Linked DNA regions of Gossypium hirsutum: all the other regions are linked to region 1. The links are chromatin contacts, called in public Hi-C maps. All regions are on one chromosome and are shown on one strand. Each heading gives the region's core, a stretch centred on a gene start, on an enhancer-like site or on the middle of the called end of the contact. The rest is flanking DNA. Distances are from core to core; before and after follow the strand shown.

The links. Hi-C and Micro-C count contacts between places; a contact is called where the count stands out from the background.
Region 2: a Hi-C map of leaf shows a contact between it and region 1, with 2.4 times the contacts expected there. The contact joins the promoter of LOC107887160 here to the promoter of LOC107887164 in region 1. A contact is called at or near these places in 3 of 34 Hi-C or Micro-C datasets (all in leaf).
Region 3: a Hi-C map of leaf shows a contact between it and region 1, with 4 times the contacts expected there. The contact joins the promoter of LOC107887161 here to the promoter of LOC107887164 in region 1. A contact is called at or near these places in 4 of 34 Hi-C or Micro-C datasets (callus, leaf and petal).

The regions. Positions count from the first base shown.
Region 1 is chrA03:45,599,823-45,602,804 of Gossypium_hirsutum_v2.1, reverse strand. LOC107887164 (protein FAR-RED ELONGATED HYPOCOTYL 3) reads left to right here and starts at 1,601. Exons shown (of 8, transcript XM_041096456.1): 1 at 1,601-1,813; 2 at 2,439-2,982. The coding sequence starts at 2,483.
Region 2 is chrA03:45,783,993-45,786,974 of Gossypium_hirsutum_v2.1, reverse strand. LOC107887160 reads right to left here and starts at 1,391. Exons shown (of 10, transcript XM_016811317.2): 1 at 1,028-1,391; 2 at 674-770; 3 at 430-580; 4 at 158-215; 5 at 1-70. The coding sequence starts at 1,149.
Region 3 is chrA03:45,745,120-45,748,101 of Gossypium_hirsutum_v2.1, reverse strand. LOC107887161 (putative 3,4-dihydroxy-2-butanone kinase) reads left to right here and starts at 1,456. Exons shown (of 20, transcript XM_016811320.2): 1 at 1,456-1,719; 2 at 2,372-2,445; 3 at 2,528-2,591. The coding sequence starts at 1,680.

The DNA of each region.
Region 1 (2,982 bases), core at 352-2,851:
TTTCTTTTCTTTTTTTCTTTTTATTTTTCTTTTGTTGGATATGCTTCTACACTTCATCTTTTTTCCCTTAAAAACTCTCAAAATTTTTCCTCACTTTCTCACCATCCAATCACCACCAAAATCCAATTACACAAGTTTCAAAAATTTCCTCTACATAATCCATGGAAGCCTCTTTTGAGTTATTTTCCTTTTCAACCTTTTTTGAGTTATTTTCCTTTTCACTTTGGGTTTTTTATCGCTCTTGAAGTTTTTACCTGATCAAGAATGCAAGATTAAAATTATTTATGTTTGAAAAACATGTTTATGGAAAATCTTGAACCCCTAGACAGAATCAATGTTTAAAATAAAATCTTTGAAAAACTTTTTCGAACATTACAAAAACTTGCAGAATACCAATCGACTACACAATTTCAAAAACAATCTCAAAAAAAATAAAAACTATCAGAACATCAACCGGCTATACAATCTCAGAACAAAAAAAACCTTGCATGCATGTTAAGCTTTTGGGGTTTGGGGATTTTAGGCTCAATTTTTTATTGACAAAGGGAGGAGGTTCCGACGATAGCGGCCTCACCTAGGTTTAACCCTTAAGCCGTGAGGAGGTCACCATCTCCATAGATTTGTTGAGCCCTAAAAGAAGAGAAAATTTTGGCTATTTAGGTTTCCCAAATTTTCTTGAAAAAGAACAAAAGAAAGATTTTTTAAGAGAAAAGAGAACAAAAAGCAAAGGACGGAGGAGAAAGAAAAGAGGAGCAGTATTTGTTGTTACTGTTGTTATCTTCATTGCTAGTTTGAACATTGGGAAAATTTTGGGAGAGTTTGAGGAGGAAAGAGGAAAGAAAGAAGTGTAGAAGGCACACCCAAAACAAAAAATAAAATAAAATAAGAAAATAAAAGAAAAATGAGAATGAGGAAAATTTTTTTTTTAAAAAAAATGAAGGCCAAATAGGATGCCACGTGGTGGCAAATGATTGGTCAGTGCTACCACGTAGAAAAAAATTAACGCCATTAGTTTCAGGTACCAAACTAGTAGAGGAGAGAAAAGTTCGAGTACCAATTTGAGAAAAAAATTATAAGTACCAATCTGGGAGAAGTGTATAAGTTCAAGTACTAATTTATATTTAACCCAAAGCAAATTTATTCCAAAAAAATAAGGATAAGTTTGCCATAGATAAATGTTAAGGTTTTTTTTTTGTGCCATTATGCTTTTTATTTAAAAAAATATAATTTATTAAAAGGTATATTGGTGATTTCAACATTTTAAAATTTTTATTAAAAAATCTATTGAAGGATATATTTATCATTTCATCATTTTTCTTACTTATGTATAATCGGTGTTTTAGTAGAAATTTAACGCTAAGTGACCATAAAATTGGTAAATAAATTCGAGAATTTTTTCCCAAAATTGAAGGCTATGAGAGACTATGGTTAAAGGACGTTAAGATTTGAGGGCTTATTTTGCGTTTGAGCCGAAATCTGTTAGATTAAATGGGTTTTTATCTCTTCGTAGTAATAGTATGGATGGAGTTGAGGCCCAACACAGAAAGCAAAATATTCAACATTAAAAGAAAAATAAAGCAGACTAGACTATTTAATAATAGGATTAACTTATTTTACTCATAAAAGGGGCGAGTGAAAGCGAGAACAGAGTCTGAGATCCCCAAATTGGCGAGTGAGAGAGAAAAGCGAGTGGAAGGAAAGCAGGAAACCCTAAATCTCCCAACCCCCCCCCCAACTCTCTACGCGCCCTTAACTCCACTCGCCTTCGGTTTTCGCAGAATCATCACTCATTCTATTTCCACCTCCACTTCAGGTGTTCCTTTATTTTAATCCCCGCCCCCCTCTAAACTATTTTGCTTTCCAATTCTGCCTTTTGAATTTTCGCAATTTCCCTGTTCTTTTTCTTCTAAATTTTCTATTTCGATCCCATCATCCCCAAATATATTTTCGTTTTCTTTTTTCTTCTGTTTTAATATTAAATTCATTATATGATTGAAACCTTCCCGATTTTATTTAATTCTGTAATTGTGATTGATTTTCTGGGTTCATCTCTTTCGAAATTATTTGGTCACATGAATCTTAGTTTGCTGATATTATATTATTAGTTGCTTGCCTAATCTTGTTACCTAATTTATGGCTAAAATCCTTAAAAGTTGTTAAAATTGTAGCCTTTTTGTTCGTTTGGAATGTTGGTATTAGGGAAAAGGTCTTCATGTATCAACTTATAGCTAAGGAAATTTGAAATACCCATCATATTTGTAGCTTTGGGATTTGCTTCCTTTATAGATACATGTATATCCAGGATTGTCCAAGAGCTAAAGAGGACTTCAATTAGTTTGTCTATCTTTTATAATTATAGTAGGCTATTGTGAATTGCTTTTTGTCATGGGTTCTTTATGCTGACATGATGGCGTCCTTCTACATTTTAATTTTTTCAGGTGCAGTCAGGAAAACAGTTAGTTGAAGTAAACAAGTTTCAATCATGGACATAGATCTTAGGTTACCTTCTGGTGAACAGTGTAAGGAAGATGAAGATGCAAATGGAATTGATAATATGCTAGATGGTGATGAATCACTGCATAATGGAATGGTTCAAGTTGTAGGAGAGAATATGCGTGCTGAAGATGGTGGGGAAATGCATTCTTCTGCTGTGGATATGGTGACCTTCAAGGAGGATACGAATCTTGAGCCACTTTCTGGTATGGAGTTTGAATCACATGGAGAAGCATATTCATTTTATCAAGAATATGCTCGGTCTATGGGATTCAACACAGCTATACAAAATAGCCGACGTTCGAAGACTTCAAGAGAATTTATTGATGCAAAGTTTGCCTGTTCTAGATATGGGACCAAAAGGGAATATGACAAATCCTTTAACCGGCCACGAGCTAGACAAAGCAAGCAAGACCCTGAAAATGCAACTGGTCGGCGATCATGTTCGAAGACGGATTGTAAAGCAAGTATGCATGTGAAGAGAAGGCC
Region 2 (2,982 bases), core at 142-2,641, 180 kb before region 1:
TGCATCAGCAGCAGAATTGGCAGCTAAGTTATACCCAGAAAGATAAAGGTCGATGAGTGTGTCTTCTAACCTGAATCAAGATGATACCTCAGTAAGAAAACACGTAATCAACTAGTTCAACCAAAATATAGGATATAAAATGTCAGAAGTAGCAAACCACTCTGATGGTGGTGGTGGCTGCTCAGATGCTTGAGCACTGGTGTCCTCTATCGGACCTGGTAATCAGAAGTACCGTGAATTGGTTTAAAGCACTAGAGCGAAAGAGAATCCAATCAACAGAACATTATTTACAAAAGTAGAACTTATTTTTGAGATGAAATTTTGTACTAATGAATCAGATTCACAGATTGCACCGCTCAAAGAAAACTTGTTCCTTCAACTACCCTTCAATCATTCCACAGCATAATATTGAGTAAAGAGAAATTTTACCTGTACTAGTAGATTCATCAGCAACATTTATAGTAGTATTCTGAGCATCAACTTCATTGCCCTGAGACGAAGAGCGATTATACTCGGGACCATTATAAGACGCAGTGGCACAAGGCTCATCTAAAACAGAATTATCAGCCACAGCTCCTTCCTGCAAAATCATTTTGGAATCAAAAACCTAACATGAAAAGCATACCGAACATAGGATTAATCATCCAGATAAAAGAAGGTATGAGCTAACTACCATGTCCAAAAGCACATAATTTCCATTCTCAAATGTGTAATAGAGACCATATTTACTGCTATAGTACCATCCGGCATCAGGATCATGGTAAAATCCACTACTGCAACAAATCAAACGAAGGCGTACGGTGCCAAAATGAACAAAAGATCATTGAGAGAGACAGAGAGAGGAAAAAAAAACCAATTGTATGACATATTGGGATAGAATCATCGAAGTTTAAAGGAAAAAAAATCTACAATTAATTTCTCAAATATAAAAAGTAATTTCATAAAAATGAGAGGAAGAATTAATAGTAATAGTTTATAGATAAATAAAAAATAAAATAGAAAATTTGAAGTAAATAAATAAATCAACCTGGCATGAAAATAGAGGTGAGTTTGAGGATCCCATACAAAAGAGTAATCGCTGCTGCTCTGCAAGTCCAACTCAGTGGAATCAGCCATTGTTTTATCACTTTCTTTGTCCTTCCTTTTCATGTGAAGAAATTTAATTTATAGAGTACCAAAATTGAAGGAACAAAAAGGAAAAGAGAGGGATGTTATTGTAAAGCCCCAAATGAAGAAGAAAAGACCCACCCCAACTTTACAATCAAATAACTTAATTCTCCATGAATGTGCCGAAATGAAATTTAACATAGAAAAACTACTTTAATGAAGAAGGGAGGGAACAGAGGCAGAAGCAACAAGAGAAACAGAAAGGAAAAAAAAAGGGTTAAAAAACATTAAAAAATTTAGTTTACACCGTTAATAATTTTTATTAACTATTTTGATATTTCCAAATTGATGGAATTGTATTTTGCTGACGACATAAGAGGGAGGGATCCACCAATAGAGTTATACTACATGCTAGGTGTCATTATTTGTTTTTCTCTGTAAAATATAACTACTTTTGGTATATACCATCACAACTTATCATTCAAAATAATTTTAATTTCACTTACCAAAAAAAATAAATTTAATATTCCATGAATACAACCTTAAATTTTATTTAAAATTATTATACATTTTAATTTATGCATAACATTACTAAAAATATTTTCTTTCGTATATCTAGACTTGTTCATAGGTTAAGCCATCCGATTCAGTCTAAAACTCTGCTCGAAAAGTGTTAGGATTTAGACAAAAATATAGACCAACAAATAGATTTGGGCAAAAACAATAAGACATATTTAAAAATAGGTCGGGCCTTGGATAATGTATTTTTTGCCCGGGCCCGACCCAAATTCACAAAAGGACAATTTTTTTTACTATTTTTGTTGTTTTGATGATATTTTTTTGTTGTTTTTATTTCTCTATTTTACTATCTTTTTACTATTATATTAGTACTATTTTATTATTATTGTTTAGATAATATATAACATTATTTTTTTGTTAATTTTATTATTATTTTAAAAATATTTACTTGTTAAATTGCAACTATTTTAATGTTATTATTCAATCTTATTTTTTATTTAAATTCAAGTCAGAAACTGCTAAGGATTAAAATTTTTCTACCTATTTAATATGTATACATCTTACCGATAAATATAATTGCTTTATATATATGAATTCGGTATCTTTTTTTTGGTGTTTTATTTATATTGCTTCTTAAGCCCAATTTATACCCAGGGCCCAATACATTTAAAACCCAAAACAATTAACAAAACAAACTTAATCCAATCTCTAAGCCCAATACAAACCATTACCCAAACCCTAAACCCATCAGACTTAAACCCAAAACAACCCTAACAGCCCAACAAAATTAAAGAAAAATGAAAACTCTAGCATCTAACACCCTCAGCCGCTGCAACCGTGGAGGTTCCCAAGCACCGCACGTCGCGCGTCCCTCCGCGTCGTGCACTCCTCTACTAGGCCACATCAAAGACGTGCTCAAATGAACCTACAAACAAGCAAAATAAGTTGTAAAATAGGCTATAAAAGTCTTTGGAAAGTATTGTAATGGGTTTTTTTTATTTTAGAAAAAAGAGGGAGATAGATACAAAAATCAAACATATACAGAAATCAATAGCAACAATATTGGTTAAAGGTGATTCTAAGTCCCATTTTTCTTTCTATTTTTGGCTGCTGTCTCTTTGATTTATCTACTGCTTGAAAAAACAACAAAAGGGGAAAAGGGGAACTCGCCTTTGGTTCATCGATTGGAGCCTCGGTTTAGGTCTTTTCCCTTCGTTCTCCTGATGTTGAGAGGCGACTAAGTCTCTGAGTATGGCCTGAGCGGAGTCGGAGACTCTCTTCACGCATTACCGACTACCGAATTTGATGGTGGTACTGTGGAGGCTAAAACCTACAGGGTTTTTTAGAGTAAAAGAG
Region 3 (2,982 bases), core at 207-2,706, 150 kb before region 1:
TTTTTCCATTGTTTAACAAGTCTTCAGTTTTAGAAGTTTTTATTTACTCTTGTAACACATTTTTTAGTTTTACTTATGTATGCAATAGTAATTTTACAATTGATTTTGGGATGATTTTATTGGCGTTCTCTCTAATTTGATGAATACTCGATTCTTTTGTTGATATTTGCTTGCCACTTTGGACCATCCGGTGCTGATTTCCTAATCGTCATTGAATGAATTAATTTACCTTTCGAAAAAAACTCTAATATAGTGTTTGGAAAACCTCTAATATTGGATTTGGGTGTAATTGCTTATAATTATATAATGGTGATATGTTTGAATAACCATTGTAATTGATGGTCCCACTAAATAGGGTGTAAGTAGAACACTTCAATTACACTTTCTAATTTTTCAAGGGGAGTGGAATTGGACTAATTACTCAGTTAATTACAAATAAATTTAATTTTAAAAAATCTTTTTATACAAGTTATAAATTTTATAGTATAAGTATAATCGTGTATGAGTGTTTGTGATAATTATGGTAAAATAAAATTTAAATTATAAATCTAAAAAATTATATATAAAAATAATTTGTGCATTTTACAAAATTATTAACATTTATATTATTTAAATCCTAAAAGAATTCTAAATTTATGGCTAAAAGTTTATTATAAAAAATGTTATAAAGAGTTATAATATATTTATTTATATAAAAGTTATGGACATACTGTTCAAACTATATATTATAAAAATAATATACTTATTCATAAAAATGTTAGAGGTTTTTTTTATCATAACTTATTTATTGTTCTAAAAAATATTTTTCAACTTAACAGCATCACCTTAGTATAACATAAGAAAAAAAGAAAAGGTTGGATCGTACTAGCATGTTGCATATTTCATAATTTCAACCATAGAGGAAATTAAGACGATCTATACTTTGTAAAGTACATGAAAGAATAAGATCTTAATAATCTTAATGATGCAAATTCAAATTCAGATGATAATGAACTTAATCAGTGACCAACAGATGATAAGAAGTATATGTTAAATATTAAAAAGAGAATAACTCAACAAGTATACATTACAACAATTAGATAAAATTTTCACTATTTTTATTAGTAATCGTGTTATCAACTATTTTTTTAAAACTAATAATACATATAATGATTTGATTTTAATTTTTGTTACTTGTTTAGAAACTATTTTTATCATACTTAATATTTTTAAAAATACAAATTATGTAATTTATACAATCAAATATAACATATAAAATTACGATATAATTATACCCTCTCGACTAAATATGTGTTAAGGAATTAAAATTCCTTATAATTACAAATTACTACACATTTGTTCAATTAGTTTGTGTTGTTGAAATAAATCTTAAATGAATTAACTTTGGTGCAAATATTAAAAAATTCAAAAGAAAAAGAAAGATGGGTGTAAATAGGCTGGTGGGCTGAAAAAAAAGAAGCCAACAAATGTAGAGAAAAGAAAAAGGTGGGAGGACATTTTGGTAATTGGAGGCGCAATTTCTTGTCCGGAGAAGTAACAACTGCCCAGGCTTGAGCAAAACGTGGTGTGCTCTGCAATTCTCAATAGACTCCCCACCAAAAAAAAAGTCCAACAAAATTAAACGCTCTCTCTCTCCCATCGCATCCCATATTTGAATTCCCTCAAACAAAACAAAGTTTATGGCTTTTCAAGGGAAGAAACTCATCAACAATCCCGACGGTTTGCTTTTTTTCTTTCCTTCACCATTTCCTCCTCCTATTACTCTAATATCCCCTCTCAATTTTCTTTTCCAACCATAAACCTGCAAACTTAATTTTCTGTTCTTTTCTGTTACACAGTTCTCTTCCTTTCTCTATCTCTTCATCTTCTTTTTTTTTCTTTTTGAAGTTCACGATAGTATTTGCCCGCATTTCCTAATTTCATGTTTCCTTGTGTTCGTATTGGGAAATTTTGGATTTTTTTATTGTTTTTGTGCTTTGCCCTCTGCTTATCGTTTACAAAATGGATGATGCATGTAATTTTTGTATATTACTTGAATAATAGTGTTTTTTTTTTGCTTATTATTTGATTAGTTGTTTTATGTTTCTGTAGTTTCCTTCATTTGGTCTTGAGTAAATGAAAGCTGATAATGAAACAAGGCTATTTGCTGAAATAGGGAAAACAAACAAGGGTTTAGAAAAGATTCCTACTGTTTCTTTTCCTAGATTTTCTGCGTCAATCACACTGTGTTAGGCTATATCAAGCTATATTTACTCTTTGTTTCTCATTTGCATTACTTTACTATGCTCTTTCCACCAACGATTTGCCGATTCTAGATTTCTGCTTTGTGAAGAAAACCATTTTTGAAGTTCTTTTGTTATGGTGGTGGCAGATGTGGTGACTGAATTTATTGAGGGTCTTGTGGAAACATATCCCGGACTCCAGTACTTGGATGGTTTCCCGGAGGTGATTTTGTTTTCCGCTTTGCTTATGTTTAGTCAGTGAATTAGACTTTATAAACACAAACCGATTACTTGTTTGTTTCCAGGTGAAAGTTGTAATTCGTGCTGATGCTTCTGGTGCAACATATGACAAGGTTGCAATCATATCAGGTTCGATCCCTACAAAGCTGCTAACATCTGATATCTGTCTTAGTTTGTTCAAATTGAAATTTAAATTCTATACTTTGTTACCTTTAATACTTTTTAAGCTATGGTGATTTCTAGACAGCATTTAAAGCTGCAGTCACCTTTTGGCTTTTTTGTTTCTACTGGTTTTTGCAATCAACTAGTTTAGTTTGCCCTTTGTTAGGTAATTTTGGGATCAAACTTGTAGTTTCCCTTAGCATGTATGCTCATTATTCTGACTGTCCAGAACCAATTATGGATTACTTGCAATGCATCATTGGGCATAAACTTTGAGAGCATGAATGATTCTTTTTTTCCTCGTCTCTACACTTCTCATTGAAATTTATTTTCTTTCCATGTAGCCACATATGCTTTA